Regions from separate parts of the Mus musculus genome. Here regions 2 and 3 are each linked to region 1. The links are chromatin contacts, called in public HiChIP or PLAC-seq and promoter capture Hi-C maps. All regions are on one chromosome and are shown on one strand. The core of a region is the stretch at or near the end of the contact, and the rest is flanking DNA. Distances in the headings are between cores, read along the strand shown. Region 1 holds the start of Cenpo (centromere protein O). Region 2 holds the start of Pomc (pro-opiomelanocortin-alpha). Region 3 overlaps Fam228a (family with sequence similarity 228, member A).

Evidence for each region. Promoter capture Hi-C pulls out the DNA fragments that hold promoters and counts their contacts. HiChIP or PLAC-seq counts read pairs in DNA pulled down with a chosen protein or histone mark.
Region 2: a promoter capture Hi-C map of pre-B cells shows a contact between it and region 1. The contact joins the promoter of Pomc here to the promoter of Cenpo in region 1. A contact is called at or near these places in 11 of 39 promoter capture datasets (the 3T3-L1 cell line, cranial neural crest, embryonic stem cells and 8 more), 1 of 484 Hi-C or Micro-C datasets (embryonic stem cells), 5 of 115 datasets of contacts at active chromatin or transcription factors (bone marrow-derived macrophages, embryonic stem cells, extraembryonic endoderm stem cells and 2 more) and 2 of 9 other capture datasets (adipose tissue and pancreatic islet).
Region 3: an H3K27ac HiChIP or PLAC-seq map of extraembryonic endoderm stem cells shows a contact between it and region 1, with 5 times the contacts expected there. The contact joins the enhancer-like site here to the promoter of Cenpo in region 1. A contact is called at or near these places in 1 of 484 Hi-C or Micro-C datasets (the G1E-ER4 cell line), 4 of 115 datasets of contacts at active chromatin or transcription factors (bone marrow-derived macrophages, extraembryonic endoderm stem cells, hepatocytes and 1 more) and 1 of 9 other capture datasets (liver).

Annotation. Positions count from the first base shown.
Region 1 is chr12:4,232,594-4,235,833 of GRCm38.p6, forward strand. It overlaps Cenpo (centromere protein O), which reads right to left and starts at 1,372. Exons shown (of 7, transcript NM_134046.6): 1 at 1,159-1,372; 2 at 938-1,064. The coding sequence starts at 983. It overlaps Ptrhd1 (peptidyl-tRNA hydrolase domain containing 1), which reads left to right and starts at 1,420. Exons shown (of 2, transcript NM_001204912.2): 1 at 1,420-1,685. The coding sequence starts at 1,434.
Region 2 is chr12:3,953,226-3,956,341 of GRCm38.p6, forward strand. Pomc (pro-opiomelanocortin-alpha) reads left to right here and starts at 1,720. Exons shown (of 3, transcript NM_001278584.1): 1 at 1,720-1,821. RefSeq lists promoters at 1,222-1,694, 1,296-1,807 and a cis regulatory region at 1,542-1,553.
Region 3 is chr12:4,718,677-4,721,726 of GRCm38.p6, forward strand. Fam228a (family with sequence similarity 228, member A) reads right to left here. Exons shown (of 8, transcript NM_029107.3): 7 at 1-42. Among named protein-coding and RNA genes, the nearest start is that of Fam228a, 18 kb to the right of the region's middle. Within about 2 kb of position 1,410, at least 39 of the 459 cell types and tissues checked have an H3K27ac peak or open chromatin away from gene starts, as enhancers often do. A contact at or near this core is called in the G1E-ER4 cell line and extraembryonic endoderm stem cells, where this site is marked.

The DNA of each region.
Region 1 (3,240 bases), core at 122-2,621:
ACAAATCTATGGTGGGAAAGGCCGATTCTCCATGCTTTCCCACAACCCAGATGAAACCTCCCTAGAGAAGTCCAATGCTTCACCTCATGTAACTAGTTTCCTTAAGCAGATCCAATATTTACTTTGCAGGGTTCACAAGAATATACATTCACAAAAATCCTTTCTTCATTTGTCTTGGGACAGCCCAGACCTGGCTCATTCATCTATCCAGCCAAGGCTAGACATCAAATTACTAGTGTATAGCTCCTTTAAAAAACAAACAAACCAACTTGCATAAGATCAAGAGAGAGCCACAGTAGGCAGCATGTTGGCCCTTCACTTGCTTTTCTTCCCGTTACTGACTCCTGACTTCTTTTATTTCCTCTGGAGCCTGAGCACAGCAGTTCCTTCTCTCTGCTGTATTTAGTTCCTCTCCAAGTTCACACGATAAGCAGTGGTAATTGCCAAGCAGAGAGAGAAAACCAACATAATCATAACTAAATGTTTCAATCTTTTGGATTGGAGATGACAAGGGAACTGGAGAATAATTGACCTGTCGAAGTTTGATGATTATTCACAAACTTTCACTCGTCACTTGTTTAGCCAGGTGTGCTGACACACAGAAGGGCAAGTTACTGGCAAATTTGGGATTACATAGTAATTTAGTTCTAGGGTATGGATTATACTTGATTGCAACATATTTTTAACAATTAAGTCATCAAACTTTTAGTTTTTAGTAACAATTTCAACCCACATGATGCTTTCACATTAAGTTTTGTTTAAAGGAGAAAGAAAATGAGGCAGAACTATAATGTGTCCAAGCCACAAAATTTCCTAAGATAGAGCCCTGAATCAAATCCATATCTAATCGCCAAAGTTACTGCCTTACAGTGTCCCTTCCTTTGCAATAAAGTCTGGAAACACTGTGGTACAGAGAAAGCCAAACCCCTTTGAATACCTCCTTTGCACTTCCTGCCTGGACACAAAGTATTTGCAGACTCCATCTCCTCTTCGGGTTCTCAAGTGTTTTTTCTTACGATGCTGGACGTACAAGGCAGGGTTAACATGGACCCGAACGTCCTTAACTGTAAATAGTAAAAGACACGCAATCACCAATCTATTGCCACTATTGCCTGACAGTCCCGGGATAAGCAAAGTGTCCCCGCTGGCGTCCCTTACCTTGGACTGGTCAGCCCTGTCCACGCCTACCTCACCGCCGTGGCCACTATGGTCCAGCCGGGCTTCCTCGAACACCCAAAGAAGCTGTACAGTAATGCTAATCTGTCTACCACTGGGTCTTGCTTTCTCGCCAAAGCTCCCTCACTCAGGATGCAGTTTAAGAATTCCCGCCGAGAGCAACTGAAGTAACAACGTAACCCACTGATCCCAGAGTGCTTTGTGCTTCCGCCGTACACGAACATGGTGGCGCCCAGCAGCTCCACACTAATCCCAGCATGCACCGCAAGGTACGTCCGGCCAGTCTGATGATCAGGAAGATGGCATGCTCTGGGGTGGAGCCACAGATCCTTGTACAGTACTTAGTATTACGAAAGGATCTATCTCAGGCTCCCTTTTCCTGGCCCACCGGCGCACTGGTAGCGCAGGCTTGTCACGCCGCCACAGCAGCCTTGCACCTTCATCGAGACCATCCGCACACGGCAGCTTATCTCCGGGAGCTGGGGCGCATGCGCAAGGTGGTTCTCGAGGTGAGGCGTGGGGAGTATCCGGAGGGACCCTAAACGGGGGTGGGGTGCCGAGGCCGGAAGTAGATCTGCTCTTGGGCCCAACCCTTAGCTTCCGGAAGTACGTGTGGCATGATTGTAGGAGGGATCACTAAGAGTTTGGGAATGGTCTGCGCTACGCAGTGAACCTTCCCTTTGGCAGAGCATGACTGTGAAGAACCGACGCAGACCCTGCTATCACAGCGTTCACCAGAAATTGGTTGTTCCAGTGTCCCTTAGATCCCTGGGAACGAAGCTGGGGAAAGCGTGGCGCTTATGCCTGTGCACCAATCTGCCTTTTAAAACTGGGCCTAGCCGGGCGAGGTGGCGCACGCCTTTAATCCCAGCACTTGGGAGGCAGAGGCAGGCAGATTTCTGAGTTCGAGGCCAGCCTGGGCTACAAAGTGAGTTCCAGAACAGCCAGGGCTATACAGAGAAACCCTGTCTCAAAAAAAAAAAAAAAAAAAAAAAAAAAAAGAAAGAAAAAGAAAAAAGCTGGGCCTAAAATTAGCACTGCCTTAATATTGTTAGTAAGAAATAGAGGCTGTTTATTTAAAAGGAGAAATGCTCAGTGAGTGGGGAAAAGGAGTATGTTTTTCAGAAGCTCTGAGTCTCAAGTCTCCTAACTGACATTTACATAGCACCTGCTTCTCTAGAGAAATCTTTATCCAGGAAAACACTGGCAAAGGGGTGAGAGTGGAGGAACAATGGCCAAAGGGACCAACGTGCCAACCTACATCTGTGTTCAACTTTCTGAGGGGTCCTTTCCCATCTTGGTGATTTACATACGCATTTGATTAACCCTTTTTTAAAGATCTACTTAAATTCTGTGTAGGTGTGTGTGTCTGTGGGACATATGCACATGGGTGCAGACGTGTAGGTGTGTGTGTCTGTGGGACGTATGCACATGGGTGCAGACGTGTAGGTGTGTGTGTCTGTGGGACGTATGCACATGGGAGGACAGAGTAGGATGTAGGCTCTTCTGCAGTTATAGGCAGTGAGAACATCCCACTGTGGGTTCTAGGAACTGAACTCTGGTCCTCTGGACACGGAGCATCTCCTCAGCTCCTGGACTAACTCTTAAGGGTTAGGACCATATGATATTCTTTACCAGAAAGCCTTCTCCTAGATCTCCTGGAATTTAAAAAAGTTGTATTTGTATCCAGGTCAAGATCCTGTTGGCCTTAGATCCTATTCTGCTGACCAAAAAGCATATAATAGGGTAGATGAAAAGGGTTGGTGAGATGGCTCATTGGGTAAAGGCATATGCCACCAAGTCTGACAACCCTAGTTCTATCCCTGGACTCACTTGATGGGAAGAAAAAAAAAACAAAAACAAATCTTACAAGTTATTCTCAGTGTGCATGCATAATATAATATTCTAGTTTGCTTTTTGTTGCTGAGAAAAATACCATGGCCAAAAAAAAATCAACTTGGGAAGGAAAGGATTTATTACACCTTACAGGTTACATCAATCATCTAGAGAAGCCAAAGCAGGAACTTAAGGCAGAAATCTTGAAGCAGAAACCACAGAGGAACA
Region 2 (3,116 bases), core at 470-2,969, 280 kb before region 1:
TGATTTTGGCCGTGGGTCCAGCCACCCTGTCTCCTGCCCTCCCCCTTTACATCCTATAGCCCAACCAGTGTTTCCTAATGTTGTTTAATAACTTTTCAAGCTTTTCAGTTCATATTGGCCAAAGCAAGTTCTTCTATATATAATTAGGAGCCCAGATGATGGGCCAACCCAAACTTACCTTGATTTGACTTTGAGGCTGCCAGTAGCAAGCAGCCCCCTAAAGACAGAACAATAAAGCAAAGGAAAACAAAGACAAAATCACCACAATTAGAGAGCTGGTGAGCCTGATGTCGGTGAGGGCAGAGGTGGATGGGAGGTTGAAGACAGAAGTGTATTAGTTCAAGTATAATAAGCTACATATACAGATGAGACAAGAATGGGGTTCCCTGCCGAACACAGATCATTTCTCAGGCTCCTGGCAGAAATAATAGCCAAAGGGGGCTTAATATGAACTGGGAGATGATGGGGAGTAACCTCACTGGAGGGACAGAGGGTGCTAAGCTTCCGGGAAACACTCAGGGAAGTAGAGGCAGAAAGTAGTGCTCATGGAGTATGAGTGTTGGGAGTATGTGACACCCAGGATACAAGATGGACAGCAGGAAGTCACTCCGGAAAGAGGCCACAGCCAGGTGACACACTCCTTGCTCTTGTTTGGGAGCTTGGTGTGTTCTCTCATGGCACAAAAGGAAAAGATTTTTGGATGCCAATCAGAAAAGCTGAACTCTCAAAGGAGCCCTGGAATCCCCCAAACAAAACAAAGCAAATAGACAAGCAAACAGCGTCTAACTGGGGAGTGAAGTTCCTTCAGCTGGTAGATTAGGCAGGCACCCCGACTGGTCTGGTACAGGCCTGGTCCTGCTGCCAGCCACAGCTCTCTTCACAAGTTTTGCTCTTTGTGCTGGCTCAGGTAGATGCCACTGCAGGTCTGTTCTTCCTTCTGTTTTGGCCTGTGAGTTCACAGCTAAGCCAGAATGCCTGGGCCTGGCCACATGGTGAGGGCTGTCAGACAATCCCCACCCAGACCATTCTGCCAGCTCAGCCCCGGGATGGCTTCCATTTCCATTGCCCACCACAGAGCGCTGCACCTCTTGGTTAATAGTCTGAGGCTGGCATGACCTTGCCCTTAGAGTTTGGGCACAGAAGGACACCTGTCTTGAAATAAGTATTGGGGAATCAAGGCAGGCACACACCCCACTCCAAAAGGTAGCCTGCCTTGGGCGGCCGTGACTCTTGACAGCCTCTGTTGTCTCCCTTCTCAAAACGGAACTGAGATTTTGGTTTCACAAGATATCACACTTTCCCATCATTGGGGAAATCTGCGACATAACAAATCCCCTTCCTCATTAGTGATATTTACCTCCAAATGCCAGGAAGGCAGATGGACGCACATAGGTAATTCCACTCCGATCTGCAAGATCTCAGAACTAGGCCTGCCTCGCACAGGGACGCTAAGCCTCTGTCCAGTTCTAAGTGGAGATTCAACACCATTCTTAATTAAGTTCTTCCTAACCACCAGCGCCAGGTGTGCGCTTCAGCGGGTCTGTGCTAACGCCAGCCTCCGCGCTTTCCAGGCAGATGTGCCTTGCGCTCAGCCAGGACCGGGAAGCCCCCCTCCCGAGGCCCGCCGCCCCCCTTCGCTGCAGAAGCGCTGCCAGGAAGGTCACGTCCAAGGCTCACCCACCCAACCCTGCAAGTATAAAAGAAGAGAGAAGAGCGACAGGGACCAAACGGGAGGCGACGGAAGAGAAAAGAGGTTAAGAGCAGTGACTAAGAGAGGCCACTGAACATCTTTGTCCCCAGAGAGCTGCCTTTCCGCGACAGGTAAGGGTGTCTCAGCTCTGGACAGCTCCCTTACTCTGAGCTCTGACCCCGGACCTTGGGATCCTCAGCAGACTGGCGTTCTGGTTTGTAGCGGACCTGACCTCTTCTCAAACTTCTGAGATGGGAGAGAGCTGAGCCCGGATGATGGGTTGACAGACTGCTCCAGAGAGCAGGTGGTTTGGCGACTCCATCTGGGGATGGTCCCAGAGTCCGCATGGAGGAATGAAGTGTTGGGAGGCTTAGGATTGTCTTAGACTCCGACTGGCCCCTGGGGAGATTTTGGGAGAGTTCCCCTTTAGGCTTCTCCTTCCGATTGTTTGGACTTGTATATCTTCTTTAAGGCAGGAGACTGAACATGTTGGAAAGATAGCGGGAGAGAAAGCCGAGTCACAATAAACTCCTAATGGTGGAGTTCATTTGTTGTTGCTGTAGACGTCCAAACCCTCGTTTCTCTGCGCATCTTAGCAGATCTGGGGTGGTTGCATTGTGATAATTACGTGGGTTATAGGACAGGACGGTAAGTAGGTTCTTGTCTTCAAGATCCAGCTCAGATTTAAAAACAGGGTGTGGGAGGGAACTGTCCAAGGTTCTGAAATACTCCGTCTACTTTCGGAAGCCTTTATAAAACTGTGGGGGCGTTGCAGCAATTTGTAAGGACCCATACTCAGGTAAAGGACATTTCAAATGGAGAGAAAGATTCCCTCAAGTTTTCCATGTATAAATCATGGGAAGCTTTCACAGAATGGCTGGAAGGAGTTAAGTAAAATGAAAAGAAGTTTGTCAATGTATAAAGTAAGTGCAGATTGTTTCCTTTGGGTCTTATAGAAGTTGAAGCAAACGCACTGTGTATGGATGAAGCCGCATCTCTGTGCCTCTCAGATTTATACACAGCTTGTCGCAGTCACTCTGAGAGCAGAACATATAAGCTCTACTGAGTTCAGAGACTTTTCTGGGGCCCTAATAAGCGCAGTTCTGTCAAAATGAATAAACCACAACCTTCTGTCTTCCAGAGATGTTAATGACTGGAACCTGACACTCTCCTATCTATGAAAAGCACAGCATTTGACATTTCCCTCAATACTTTTGATTAAAAAAAAAAAGAGGCACAAATAAGACATTTGTTTCATTGTAAGAAAAGGGAGAAATACAAATAAAATGCTCTAGGAGTGGGGCATAAGAATTTCAGCACACAGTGGGTGGGCTAGGAAGAGAAGGCACAATTTTGAAGGCCTGAAATCTCAACTGTGGCTCCTTCAAAGATGGTCACACAACTTTCAGGACAATGGAAACTTAGT
Region 3 (3,050 bases), core at 160-2,659, 490 kb after region 1:
TTAGGCAGATGAGACTTTAATGTAAAGACAGGTTTTTCAGAACTGAGAAAAGAGGGGGGGAAAATCTCAACTCAATTCTACCATTCAAACGTTATTCGATGAATATGCTATTCATTTTGTGAAAAGAAAGGTCTGGCTAGACATCGCTGGTGCCTGGCCATCTGCTCTGCTAAGGATAATGTTCCCTAACGGTTCACATGGGAATGCTGTGGACCTTAAGGATGAGGTTAGAGTAGAGTTGCTGAAGTCTGAGGGTGAAGGGACTGTGGAACTCTGTTCTCTTCCTTCCCCTTTCTCCCTGTTTCCTGAGCAGTCTAACCCTACAGAAACTCCTGCTGCACTGTGCTGCCCTATCAGAGGCCCAAAGCAATTGAAGCTACTTGATTTCAAACTTTATCCTTCCAAACTGTCAAGTGCCACAGGTGAGTCACGCCTTTCTCCAGCTGAGGAGGCGCATCAATCCTGAGACCACGCTTGAACAGAGATGCCACCAGGCAGCCTGTAGGTCCTTAGACCAGGAAGCTAGGGAGAATGCACAATTCACCGGCAGCACATACACAAAGCAGAGAACAGAAACTAAGCCGTTTGTTAAGGAGAAGCGACAGTAAGAAGCAAGGTCTCTGGAGGAGAGGACAGGGGCCGCGGTCCTCAAGCTGCTGGGCTTTCTCGATGATTAGATAAGGGGCCTTCTCCACTTTTTCACTTGAGACAGATTCTGCTTTTTGCAATCCACTGCTCCTGGTTAGTCTAGTGAATCACTCTCAAGTTCTTTCCTTTGTTAAACGAGGCACCCTCCAGAAGATTTGTCCTCTCAGAGAGACGCGGCCTATCCCTACTGAGGAGATAACCCTTCTCTTTCCCACCCCCTTATCTATCTCATAAGAATTTGTTCATTGTCCTCTAGCCACTGAAAACATCAAGATAAACAGGACACAGCCCTGCTGGTGTGGGTTGCCCTGCTGCTGTTTGTATTTGATGTTAATTCCACTTCCTCAAGAGGAGCTGCCCCAGGAGTAGATCATGCCCTCAGGTGACATCACTGACCCTTCCCCCCATTCTGACCGGTCACATTAAGGCTAGGGCCTATGATCGGGCAGTGGAGGGGAAAGGTGGGACAGGGAGTCTCAGAGAACAGAGGAAGAGGAGGAGGAAAGAAGATAGAACAGAATCACATGGCCTGGACAAAACACAAACGAGGGATCTCGTAGCTGGGGAATAAATCAATATAGTGATAGATCTGCCTGATCTAGACGTATAGCTTATAAATATAATAATTAGATTATATGTTCTTTATACGGGCTTATTAGGGTAAGAAATTACCACAACACCCAACTCTCTAGGTCGGCTTGTTGAGGGGCGGTACTGTAGAGGAATTTCCCTTAATTATCTGATTGGCTGAGAAAGATGAAAAATAGCCAATCACTGGGCAGAAAATGAGGAGGCGGGTTTTCCCGGGCAAGACAAGAAGAGCCGAGGAGGAGTTTGAGGAGTCTGCAAAGACAGAAGGGGAGAGCTGGAAGGAAGATGGGGCAGAAGCGCATGGCCTGGAGAAACTGCAAGTAGCAGGGATTTCATAGATGGGAAGGAAAGTGGTGTAGAGGCATATCTGCCCAATATGGATGTGCAGTTTATAAATATACTACTGAGTTGCATTTTCCTTGCTTGGGAGTACTGAGGTTGGAGATTTACCGAAACAAAATGGCGTCGATTAGAACTCAACTAATCTGAGATAAAAGATCACTGCCCCTCCCCCTCCCCCCTAATACAAGGCTGGGGCAGCCATCTAGGCTGCAGCAGTGTGTAGATTGAAAGCTGACTGGGTCTGAGGGGCCTACAGAGAACTGCAGAGAGGCTCTCTCCCCAAGCCCCAGGTAGACAGCTGCCACCAGGGGCAGCACTGCATCCTGGAACTGGACTTGGGCAGACACAGTGAACTGATTGGGGCATCTACACCCGCCTGAGAGAGCCTTTCTGTGTTTGCTTCCCCGTATCCCCGGCATCTACAAAGGACATGGACAGCCAGACTCTGAATTGAACACAGAGGGAGACAAAGGTACAAAGGGCTCTGGATGAGGTAATAAGCATCATACATCGATAGTTACAGATAAGAAACACAGTAAATACCTTTTGGGCTTTAAGGGATGATATTCTAAATGGTTTGACAGGGATGGATTTAAAGGAAATAGACACCTTGTCATTTATTGAACTATTTATCCTCTTGATCTACTATGTCTTCTCAAAGGACAGGGACCTAGATAAAAAGATTACAGGGAACACTAGAACTAAAGGTTCTGGATTTTATAGGTCAAGATAAGCAACAGAAAGAAGAAAATAAAGGTTGGCCACAGGAGCTGGAAGAGACACTAGAAAAAAGGATTCAACAATTCACACATCAAATTGAACAGCAAGGAGACAGAGATAAAATTTGGAAGCAAAGTCTAGAGGATAATTTACTAAATCAACATAAGGCAGATGCCACCATATCAGAATTACAACATAAAGAGAAGCTAAGATTGTGGAAGGAGGGCCTAGAACAGAAGATACAGGTAATTATAGAGCAAAATGAACAACAGAAAGAAAAATTTAAGACTTGGCAACCTGGCCTAGAGGAAACACTAGAGTTGAAGACACAGGAAATTATAGATCAGAATAAGAGACAGATAGATGAAAATGTTCTAGCTAGAAAAGATGCTAGAACAAAGGACAACAGCTCACAGATCAGACTGAGCAGCAGAGAGAAAATAATGAGAATTGGAAGCAAGACTTGGAGAATAACCTTTTAAAATTAATCAATCAAAAATAAAATGGATAACAAAATAAAGAAAAAATTAAAATGTGGAGGCAGAACCTTGAGCAAAGAATACAGGAACTCAAAGAATGGGAGGAGCGGCAAAAAGAGAGATATGAAGCATGGACACAAACCTTAAGGGGAGAATTTTAAAATCTCAGTTAAGGAAAATTCTCAGAGAGAAGATAAAATTAGAGAAAACCAACAAACGGTTATTAGAAAACAAACTTTAGCTTATCCGGTTAGTATACAACCAAGACTT